Linked DNA regions of Sus scrofa: region 2 is linked to region 1. The links are chromatin contacts, called in public Hi-C maps. All regions are on one chromosome and are shown on one strand. The core of a region is the stretch at or near the end of the contact, and the rest is flanking DNA. Distances in the headings are between cores, read along the strand shown. Region 1 overlaps ANO2 (anoctamin-2). Region 2 has its middle 110 kb from the start of KCNA5.

What was found. A called contact is a pair of places that touch in the nucleus more often than the background predicts.
Region 2: a contact with region 1 is called in a Hi-C map of embryonic fibroblasts, with 1.9 times the contacts expected there. The contact joins two enhancer-like sites. A contact is called at or near these places in 1 of 47 Hi-C or Micro-C datasets (embryonic fibroblasts) and 1 of 2 datasets of contacts at active chromatin or transcription factors (skeletal muscle).

Annotation. Positions count from the first base shown.
Region 1 is chr5:64,905,973-64,911,217 of Sscrofa11.1, forward strand. All of the region lies in intron 14 of ANO2 (anoctamin-2), which reads left to right. Among named protein-coding and RNA genes, the nearest start is that of NTF3, 150 kb to the right of the region's middle. Within about 2 kb of position 2,394, at least 3 of the 83 cell types and tissues checked have an H3K27ac peak or open chromatin away from gene starts, as enhancers often do. A contact at or near this core is called in embryonic fibroblasts, where this site is marked.
Region 2 is chr5:65,331,839-65,337,083 of Sscrofa11.1, forward strand. No RefSeq gene overlaps it. Among named protein-coding and RNA genes, the nearest start is that of KCNA5, 110 kb to the right of the region's middle. Within about 2 kb of position 2,218, at least 9 of the 83 cell types and tissues checked have an H3K27ac peak or open chromatin away from gene starts, as enhancers often do. A contact at or near this core is called in embryonic fibroblasts, where this site is marked.

The sequences.
Region 1 (5,245 bases), core at 1,144-3,643:
ATGAGAAGGGCCAGGGTTTCTGTTCCTCTGAAAGAAGCTGGTCAACCAGGAAGTGTGCCCAATTTAAGCTGAGACTGAGATGAAGAAGCCCAAGCCACTAAGAAGTGGTCCCTGCCTTCAGAGGGTCTAATCAAGGGCTCCCGTGTGTGCTGGAGACTTTGCATGGTGGGGAAGCACGATAGAAAAGGATGGGCTGCATCTGGAGGAAAACTTCTGAAAGAAACTGGTCCTACTGGTCCTGCTGGCGCATAGGGTTTATACACAGGTAGTAGCAGGGAGATTGTCATATCTGACTGTGAAGTCAAATTACCTAAACTCAGATTCCAGCTTCTCAGTTATGGCCATCCATTCATCTGTCCGTCCATCTGTCCATCCGTCCGTCTGTCCATCCATCCATCCACCCATCTGTCCAGTCACTTATTCAACTAATATTTATCAAGGGCAGGAAACTGGGGTGGCTTTGGGAATTCAAGAGTAGACGCCCCTTGCTGTCACAGAGCTTACATCCTAGGACGGTCCAGAGTGACCTTGGGCAGCTCCACCTCCTGTCCCTGAGCCCTAAAGCTGGAACGCTGCTGCCCATCTCATGGGGCTGGTATGAGTGAGTGAGAAGGTGGGCATGGCGACCTTCACTGTGCCCAGCACAGGTACCTGTTGCCCGAAGATGGTCACCAGTACTGCTCTTATTGTGATGATGATGATGAAGGCGACTAGAGAACAAGGGCTAGTGGGCAGATGGTCCCCCACTATCTGGAAGCCGAAGACGGCTGATGGGGAACCGGAGGAAATAAGGCTGGGCGCGCAATGCAGGAGGGAGCCTGGAGGGAGAGAACTAAAAGCCACAGAGCAGAGTTCAAGCCTGATGCCCTTGGCCATGGGGGTGGCAGTGGTGTTCTCTTCTGGACAGCAGCTGTGGGCTCCTCAGAGCCATAATCATCAGGTCAGAATAAGTAATATTTATCCAACACCAGCAACCTGCCAGATACTCTGCTAAACATTCTGCAGGGATCATTTCATTTATTCCTTATACTTTCCCCCACCCTGGAAGGCAGAGATGAGGAAACAGAGGCTTAAAATCCAGGGGTAGAGCCAAGATCCAGACCCAGGGCTCGGAACCACGGCCCTCAAGGTGGCCCAGCTGGAGTGGGATGGACGTGGCTGGCGGCTGGGCCTCTGCAGAGCTCTCCTCTTTTCATGGGGACAGGGGTCCTTCTAGGAAGAGGCGGCCGCCACACCCAACAGAAGGGGGAGCTGGGGGCCCCTCGTGGCCGTTTTTTGCATTCGAAGCAGTGGTCTGGCTGGAGCTGTGCAGTCCTGTGGGTGCTGTGGCTGGGAGAGATGTTCCAGGGCTGTGTGCGGGGGGGAGGGCGACGTGTTTATGTGGAGGGAACTAATGACTGGCTTGGCTCCTGGGGAAAGATGAGGAGAAGAGCCCAGTGTGCTGTTTGGGGACTTGAACTGAGATTCCCCCGGGGGCCTGGAAAAGAGTGTACATGCCGATTGATTTGGCAAGTTACCAACCCGGGGCAGTTTTCCTCTCCCTTCCTGTCTGTCTGTCAGCCATGGATCCGCACCGCACAGCGACAGTACCCACATCTACAGCAACAGCTGGAGTTCCCGATGTGGCTCTGCAGTAACGAATCCGACCAGTATCCATGAGGACATGGGTTCGATCCCTGGCCTCACTCAGTGGGTTAAGGATCCAGTGTTGCCATGAGCTGCGGTGTAGGTCATAGACACGGCTCGGATCCAGCATTGCTATGGCTGTGGTGTAGGCCAGCCGCAGTAGCTCTGATTCGACCCCTAGCCTGGGAACTTACATATGCCACACACGCAGCCCTAAAAAGCAATCAACCAATCAATCAGTAAAGCAACGACTAATTCCCAGGGAGCTCTCCTTCTTTTTTGGACTCTCAATATTTTTTTTTTCTCCAGGGGGTCCTCCTCTTTTGCATCGATTAAAGCTGGTGCTAAAGAGAGGTGACTTCCTAGCACAGTCTGATCGCAGTCCAGAGGTGCTCTGGCTGGTGAGGGCACTTCAGGGACCAGGGTTGCCCCGGGAGGATCAGGAGAGGGGCATGATGGTGGCCCTGGGAGAGGGTCTCCCATCCCTTCTCCAAACCTTGCTCTGCCACCTGACCCCTACTGGACCCACTCAAGCTTCAGGTTCAGCTCCATCGGCGGGCCTGGCCATGGCTGGCAGGTCACCATGAGAATCATTGAGCCCCAAATGAATTTTGAACACCAAGAAAACTGATTTCTGCATCTTTGGCCAGAGAGTAGGAAGTGACCCTTGGCTTAGAAAAGGCTTGTGCTACCAAAGTAAACCATGGCTGGGCTGGCTCCGAAAGGCCAGTTCCCAGCCGTGGTTTATGAATCTTTATGATTCATCTGTTTAATCCAGGTTCCCTGACATGGGAATTTAGTGGTCATTCAGGTTCCACTAATATTTATTGTATGAAGTGGCTACTTTCTGCCAAGTCCGGGGCTGGGGCTTTCACATAGTTAGGTCATTTAGTCATTTAAAGACCCAAGGCCTTAAGGTTTATGTTTGCATGATCTATGAGAATGTGTTTTATGGAGCAGATGAGTGCCAGTGTCGAGTGCAAAGTTGCAGTAGGGGGAGATTTTAAACTGCCTAAGAGGCCTGCCAGGCCTTCAGAAGTGCGCTCCGGTGTGGGTACAGAGCAGATCCAGGAGTCATGGCCATGTGACAGAGGGGCCCGCATCCTTATCCACTGCACCAGGTCAGAGATCGAACCTGTGTCCTGCTGCTGCAGAGACAGCGCCGGTCCTGTTGTGCCACAGCAGGAGCTCTGCATTGGGATTTTGAGACATTACCTATTTACAAATTAAATTCATAAGAAGCTTTCTTGAAATCCAAATACAATATTTTGTAGAACCTCCAAACACAGGGAAGTTACCTTGACATTACCTGTTCTAGGATAGTAACGTTGGCTCTTTCTGATCATAATTGCTAAGTGCCCCATGCTGTCTTTTAACTTTCTCATTGCTAGACTCCTGCCGGAGATTTTCAAGATACTGGCTCCCTGCTGCTTTTCCTATTCCCTTACTCCTGCAAGCACGCTTATAAGCATGGGCGCATGCGCGCACACAGATACATGCGCACTTCCCCGCCCCCCACTCGCGCCCCAACCACGCACGCGTATGAAAGCTGACTCCCTTAAGCCAGGTTGCTGACATCAGGGGCCCACGCTAGGCACAAACCTAACCTGAAAGAAAGCATTTAGCTTGAGGAAGCATATATTCAGAAGAATTCATTCTTCAACACGAGGTCTTTCAAATCTAGAGTGCTGAGAAGGGCACTGAGTGCAGGACGGTAGCAGGCTTTGTTATCACCCCCGGTCCCCTCCCACATGGGATGAGCTCAGCCTCCCCAAAACCACATGGTCAGCACCACATACCATGTAACAGACCACAGTTACAGAGCTCGGCTTTGACTTGTGTTCTGGTGTCTTCAAGTCGATCTATTTTCACAAATCCTTGCATTGGGGCCAGTAGGTGTGGTCATGGGTTCAGCTTTTGCTCCGCTGATGGCCCCTGGGTTCCCCACAATCCTGAAAGGCAGTGGAGAACTTGATGCCGGGGGAATCCAGGCATGGCTCCGAGAGTGAATTGACCTAGAGGGTGAGAAGGAACTTGGGGGGAGGAGTTGGGGAAGCCTTTAGGGGCTGTGCCTCCCAGCCCCCAGCCAGGAGGAGACCTGCAGCAGCACCATGCACGGTGTTGGGTGTGGCAGTGGCAGGTCACACAGCAGGCACCACTGGGAGTTTCTGAGGTTGGACAGGTGATGAGCAGGGTTTTCCCAGACTCGCTGGTTTTGGCCTTCTGATGTGTGGCTGCAGGAGCTCCAGAAAAAGTGAAAATGGGGGCTGAGAACACACAGCCCAAGTGGTGAATTTCCTTGAACAGAGATTTCTAGGACATGGGCTTTAGCAAAATAGGGTCAGAGTCAAGAGCATGGTTGACCATGTCTCTGTGCTTTCGAGGATTGTTGGTATCACTTACACTCTTTTATTTTTCCCCTCAGGAGTTATTTGGGGAAAAGTATGTACATCCAGAGGTTGAACTTCCAAACAAATGCAAGCTGCAGCCATCCCCAGAGCTGTAGACAGGCACATCCCCAGGGCGGCCTTTGAGAAATATGTCTCTTTTTGCGCACACACACACACACACTTCTTCCTTTGCAGAAGCTTTACTTAGCTGCCTCTCTCCCCATTCTAGAGGAGATCCTTTGAAGGGGGAGACCAGTGTGATGATAATTTTGTCTCTTTGTAGAGTTAGATAATAAATCAAAAGATGTTAGCAGAATTGAGGAAGTTGCTGAGGGGCAGGCCTGGGGGTCACACACAGTTGGAGTCTCCCAGCCTTGCCTGCTCACTGCCCAGTGCCCTGGGGTCTCAGCAGATGCTTGCAGATGAGGATAGTGACTTTGAGGAGTCCTCACGTTCCTTGAATTTCTCCAGTGAAGTGTGGAAAGGGGTCCTTGGCCTGGGAAAGAAAGGTGGAAAGCTGTTTTCTCTCATCTCTTCACTGTTTTTTGCAATCATCCACCTCCCCTGGAAGCAAACCCAGACCTTCCAAGAGCCCCTTTCTGAGAGCATGTATGGTTCTGAGTCAGCAGGTGCCATGCAGGACATCTCCCCAGAGGTGGAGAGCTTGGGGTGTGGGAAATCTCATGGAAGGTGAAACCTGGGTCCGAGACCCACGTCTGCCTCCAATGTTCTGTGCAACCCACACATCTCCTTAGTTCTGTACCTTGGTTTCCCAGGGGTAACATGGGACCAGTCAGACCTGCGTTGCTTGGTTGCCAAGACGATTGTTTTAAACCCATTTTATTAGAATAGTTCGAACACAAAAATAGAGGAGATGGTAGAATGAACCTTCATCCTTTCTAACCCAGTTTCAATAATTACCAACTCATGGCCAGTCTTGTGTCATCTCTACCTACCCAGGACTCCTTCCCCATCATTACCTTCAACACCAGAATATGAGGACCTAATGGGATGAAACAATGGTGTTCAAGTGCCTTTTGGAGTTCCTGAGAGGTGGTAGATGCTTAGACATGTCTGTGGAATCTGAACTTGTAATAACATGAACATTATAATGATTTCCTCCTGCTGTCTGTGGGTGGCCACAGGGCAAGTGTTTCTCGCTGTCTCACAGATGAGAAGACCTAGTTTTTGGGTCCAGGGACTTGTCTCAGGTCACACAGCCACCAAGG
Region 2 (5,245 bases), core at 968-3,467, 430 kb after region 1:
GGGCACTGGGTAATACCCAGAAGGCTAACAATGGCAGAACAGAATTATAAAAGAATTGAGAGTGAGTATGCTTTAGAGTCCCTGGCACAAGGCCAAAGGCAGTAGAGTAAGTGGGAGAAGGAAACAGGGATAATTGGGGTCAGTGAAGTCCGCTTTCTTTTCAGCAGGAGTGGTTTCTAGAACCACCAGACTTTTCCCTTTCAAAGACAGCACACTGGCTTTTTGTTCTGTGGCCCACCTCAGAGACAGAGTGATCAAGGGTTCTGATGTGCAGGTCCCAAGGGGCTGGAGGTGGCAATAAATCCGGTTCTAGCAATTGTGAATTCTTTGTGTGAGAATTGGGAGAGGAGCATCTAGTTGGTGTTTGGTCTGCACTGGGACATTTTAGTACAGAGTCAAGTGGCTGGCTCTGATATCAGATCACCTAGGGTGAAAGGTTTGAACAAATACTTCGCCACATGGAAATATGGATGGACACTAAGCACATGAGAGGTGTTCAACATCACAGCCCCTAAGGGAAGTTCAAATTAAAAACATGACCAGGAGTTCCCGCTGTGGCTCAGCGGAAACAAATCTGACTAGTATCCATGAGGATGCTGGTTCGATCTCTGGCCTCCTCAGTGGGTTAAGGATCTGGCGTTGCCGTGAGCTGTGGTGTAGGTCGGATCTGGCATTACTGTGGCTGTGGCATAGGCCAGCGGCTGCAGTTCAGATTGGATCCCAGGCCTGGGAACCTCCATATGCCAAGGGTGTGGTCCTAAAAAAAAAAAGACCAAAAAAATCATAATAATGAGATATCAGTAGTTGCCTATTAGAATGGCTCAATAGGAGTTCCCGTCGTGGCGCAGTGGCCTATTAGAATGGCTCAATAGGAGTTCCCGTCGTGGCGCAGTGGTTAACGAATCCGACTAGGAACCATGAGGTTGCGGGTTCGGTCCCTGCCCTTGCTCAGTGGGTTAACGATCCGGCGTTGCCGTGAGCTGTGGTGTAGGTTGCAGACGTGGCTCGGATCCCGTGTTGCTGTGGCTCTGGTGTAGGCCGGTGGCTACAGCTCCGATTCAACCCCTAGCCTGGGAACCTCCATATGCCTCGGGAGCGGCCCAAGAAATAACAACAACAACAACAACAACAAAAGACAAAAGACAAAAAAAAAAAAAAAAAAAAAGAATGGCTCAATAAAAAATGTTGACAGTACTAAGTGCTGACAAGAATGCAAAAGAACTGGAGTTCTCATATGCCGCTGGTGGGAATTCAAAATGGCACAGCCACTCTGGAAAACAGGTGGATAGTTTCCCATAAAGTTAAACATATTCTTACCTTACGAATTACTTAGCAATCCTACTCTTAAGTATTTAACTGAGAGAAGTGGAAACTCCCATTCATGTAGAAACCTCTGCATAAGAGGTATAGCAGCTCCATGCGTCATCCTCAAAAGTACCAAACAACCCCAAAGCCCTTCAGCAGGTGAATGGATAAACAAACCCTGGTCCATTCATACGAAGGAATGCCACTCAGTCCTAAAAATATTAGTAGAAAGTGTGGATACACACAGCAAATTGGGTGGGTCTCGAAGGTATTATGCTGAGTGAAAGAAGCTAGTTTCAGAGGGTCACACTCTGTGTGAGTTCATGAGCATGACATTCTCAAAAAGACAAAATTACAGTGATAAAGACCAGGGATTGCCAGCAGTTAGGGACTTAGTGAAAGTGTGTCTACCAAGGGGTAGAATGAGGGAGGTTTTGGGGGTGATGGAACCTGTATTCTGACTAGAGAGGCAATACCCTCGAGCCCCAGAGGGTTCTATGGAAGAGAAGGAGGCAGAGGCGGAACTTTCCTTGGCTCTTGGTTTATGGGCTACCTTGAGTGAGAGTCTTGGATCTTATTCAGTACCAGCCTGCAGAATCTGTGCCCCCCATCCTGCTGGTCACCTCTCTGTGCCATTGGAGCTGGCACCTCATCGTGGGTGAGGGCGTCACTGTAAGAGGTAAGTGTGGGGATTTGCAAAAGATTGGGCTTTTCACAAGTGTCACTCTCACCGCCAACCGGTAGCAGTAACGTCCCTCTTGCTGAGCCCCTCCCTCTCCTGCACCCTGGACGCCCTCTCTGTGGCACTAGCCCAAACCAGGGACAGTCATTTGTCCACTCACTTCCCAAATAGTTACAAGGTCCCTGCTGGGTATCAGGCAGAGCCAGGGACCCGGCTGCCAGGCTGGTGCCCACAGCATATTCTGGAGGGCACGGCTGTCAGGGCAGCTGTCCTCATGAGGGTCAGCCGTGGTATGTCCTGTCCCAGAGGCCTGAGGCTTTTATCTCATGTCCCATCTTTGCCAATTGTAAATGCTTTCCAACCCTTCACCCCTTTCTCAGCTGAAGAGGTAAACATAGGCAGATGGACATCCACAACAGCAATATTTTTCTGTTGACTCACTAACCTCCCTGAGCACGGGCTTCCTTAATTCTCTGATCCCATTCAGTTTGTACTTGGAACGGCTCTTCTCAGCCTACTGGCAGAAAAAAATGCATTCTCTTCCTGCTTCCAGCGATAAAATGTGAAGCTGGTGAGAGGTGTTAAAAAAACAGCAGTGACGTGTCCAAGGTCCCCCGACAGATGGGCAGCAGAAATGGGACCAGAGCCTACCATAAGAGCTCCTGTCATACACACAGACCTGGGGGGCTGAAGCCTGTCCCAAGGGAGGCATCGCTGAAACCCCTCTCCAAAAAACCGAACAGACATGGAAGAAGCTGTCTCCCACATAGCTGCGCAAGCAACATAGGACAGAAATGCTTTCAAAACACAGTCATGTCCCCGGGGCAAGAGATGCTTTTGATATAAGTTGTGATGACAGCAGCTCACAACGGAGCCACATTCAGGGAACTGTTCCAGCATGCCAGAGGTTGGGAGGCTTTTAACTCTCATAATTCACCCTCACACACCCGCCACCGGAGCTCAAGTAATGTTAAGGGGCTGACAAACCACAAAGACCAGGAAATGCAGAGCGAACGCTGATCGGAAGAGCCACGGAAGGCAAATGCATATCGAGCCGCAACCGGGTAGAACCAGCACACCTTCCGAGGCTTGAAAGCCATTGCGATGATTTCCCAGCATGCACTGGGGCCTCCAGCCGCCGGAGGTACATCCGCCCAGCGCAGAGGGCAGGCGTGCTGCCACTGAGGCTGGGTCTCCTGCTCAACCAAGGGCCAGGCTTCAGTGCATGAGAACCACCCTTCCAACCCGGAACACAGGGCTCTCTTACCTCAGTCCCCATCACGCTGGGGGCAAGACCAGAGTTAGGGGAACTGGGTGAGTTTGGGAGGATGTCATTGATTGGTGTTATTGTGTCCCTGGGGACAGTGCCACCCACCCACTCCCCACCCTCACACCTGCCTGCTGTCTCTCGCTTCACCAACCTCAGATTCTTTGAATAAGAACCACAGAGCCCAAACTTGAAAGGTGCCCCCCCCCCACCAGGAACATGCTATTTGCAGATAACATTTAAGAGTTGGTGCAAGAATTTGGTTGAAGAAGATAGCCCTAGGAACCCCATACTGGGGTCCCTCCCTGGGGTCCCCTCTGCCTCACTGGCCCATTTACCATCTGACCCAGAGCATCAGGACCTGTCCACAAGCATCGCTTTCCACCCAGGAGGTCTTCCTCCCCTGCTCTCCTGGTGGTTTAACTGAAAAAGGAAGACAAGTCTGTGGCCCCAGACCCTGCAAGGTCACTCACTGGTGAGAACCAGTAGCTCTCAAGGGACCAGGTATTGGTGGGAATGAGGTTCAGACCCTGCCTTTGACCTTGGCCTCCCACCAAATTCTTTCACCAACTCTCTTAAATGTTACCTGCAGATAGCATGTTCTCTGGGGAAAGAAAAGATAGAAGTACCCTTTAAGTTTGGGCTCTGTGGTTCTTATCCAAAGAATCTGAAGTTGGTAAAGGGAGAGACAGCAGGCAGGTGTGAGGGTGGGGGAGTGGGTGGGTGGCACTGTCCCCAGGGACACAATAACACCAATCAATGACATCCTCCCAAACTCACCCGGATCCCCTAACTCTGGTCTTGCCCCCAGCGTGATGGGGACTGAGGTAAGAGAGCCCTGTGTTCTGGGTTGGAAGGGTGATTCTCATGCACTGAAGCCTGGCCCTTGGTTGAGCAGGAGACCCAGCCTCAGTGGTAGCACGCAATGCCAGGGCTGGTCCTAGCTCTAACTAGCTGAGTGCCAGAGTCACCTGCCCTTCAAGGTTCAGAAGCAACTGTGTGCCCAATGGATACATGCCCAGACAGAGGAGGATGGGCATGGCAGAATGTTCCACGGAGACGGCCCTTACCCTGCAACCTTGGACTCTCATCTAGCACCCCCAGGCTTCAGGGTACAAAGGCTTTGCCCTCTGATGCACCAGGTTCTCAGGCCACTGTGGGCAAGTGACATTCTGAAAAAACCTGTTATCCAGTCAGAAAGCCACCCCCCCCACCACACACACCACACACACACACACACACACCACACACCACACAGACCTCCACCCCTCCCTGTGCCTCTGTGCCTGTGAATCCCAAAGTGGGAACTGGAGGCAATTCCCTGCCACCACGGAATCTGAGATTCCCTCTAACATTGCCGCGGAGGGCTGGGCCATCTGATGAAGGAAACCTCAGGGAGATGCTGCCCTCTTCTGGGAAACACGCAAAGAAAGACCCCAAAGAGCAGGTAATTCTCTGTAATTCTCCTGGCTGGATCCTGGAGATAGCCGAGAAAGGAGGTCCTGGATCGACTCACACAGAAGCAGAGAATTAGGGGCTCCAATTCCTGATCCAGTCAACAGAGACACCTTCCCCGAAAGATGGGCGAAGGTCCTGAGAGGGCAGGGAGGGATTTCGGGTGATTGCCGTCATTCCCCTGCCTCTGAGCAAGACCTCAGGCTCAGCTCCGTCTCCCTGTGTCTGACAGATCCCTTTCCTGCGTGTGAATTCAAGTTCACACGTCCTTTGGATCCGTGATTAACTGAGCGAACGGATCAGATCAGAGCTGCGACTCTATGCTTAGCTCACGAACACCCAGCCTTTCCTTCTGGGAGCCCGGAGCACAGCCAGAGAGGCAGAAAAGGGGCCAAAGAAAAATACGCAATGTGTGGGCGTGCCCGTTGTCTTAAAGAGCAGAGGGCAACTGCAGGACAGACAAGCCGGCCAGAGGGCATCGGGGTCCTGAAGATGCCCTGGAGCAGAAGACAGCCCGGCGGAGCCTTAAAGATCAC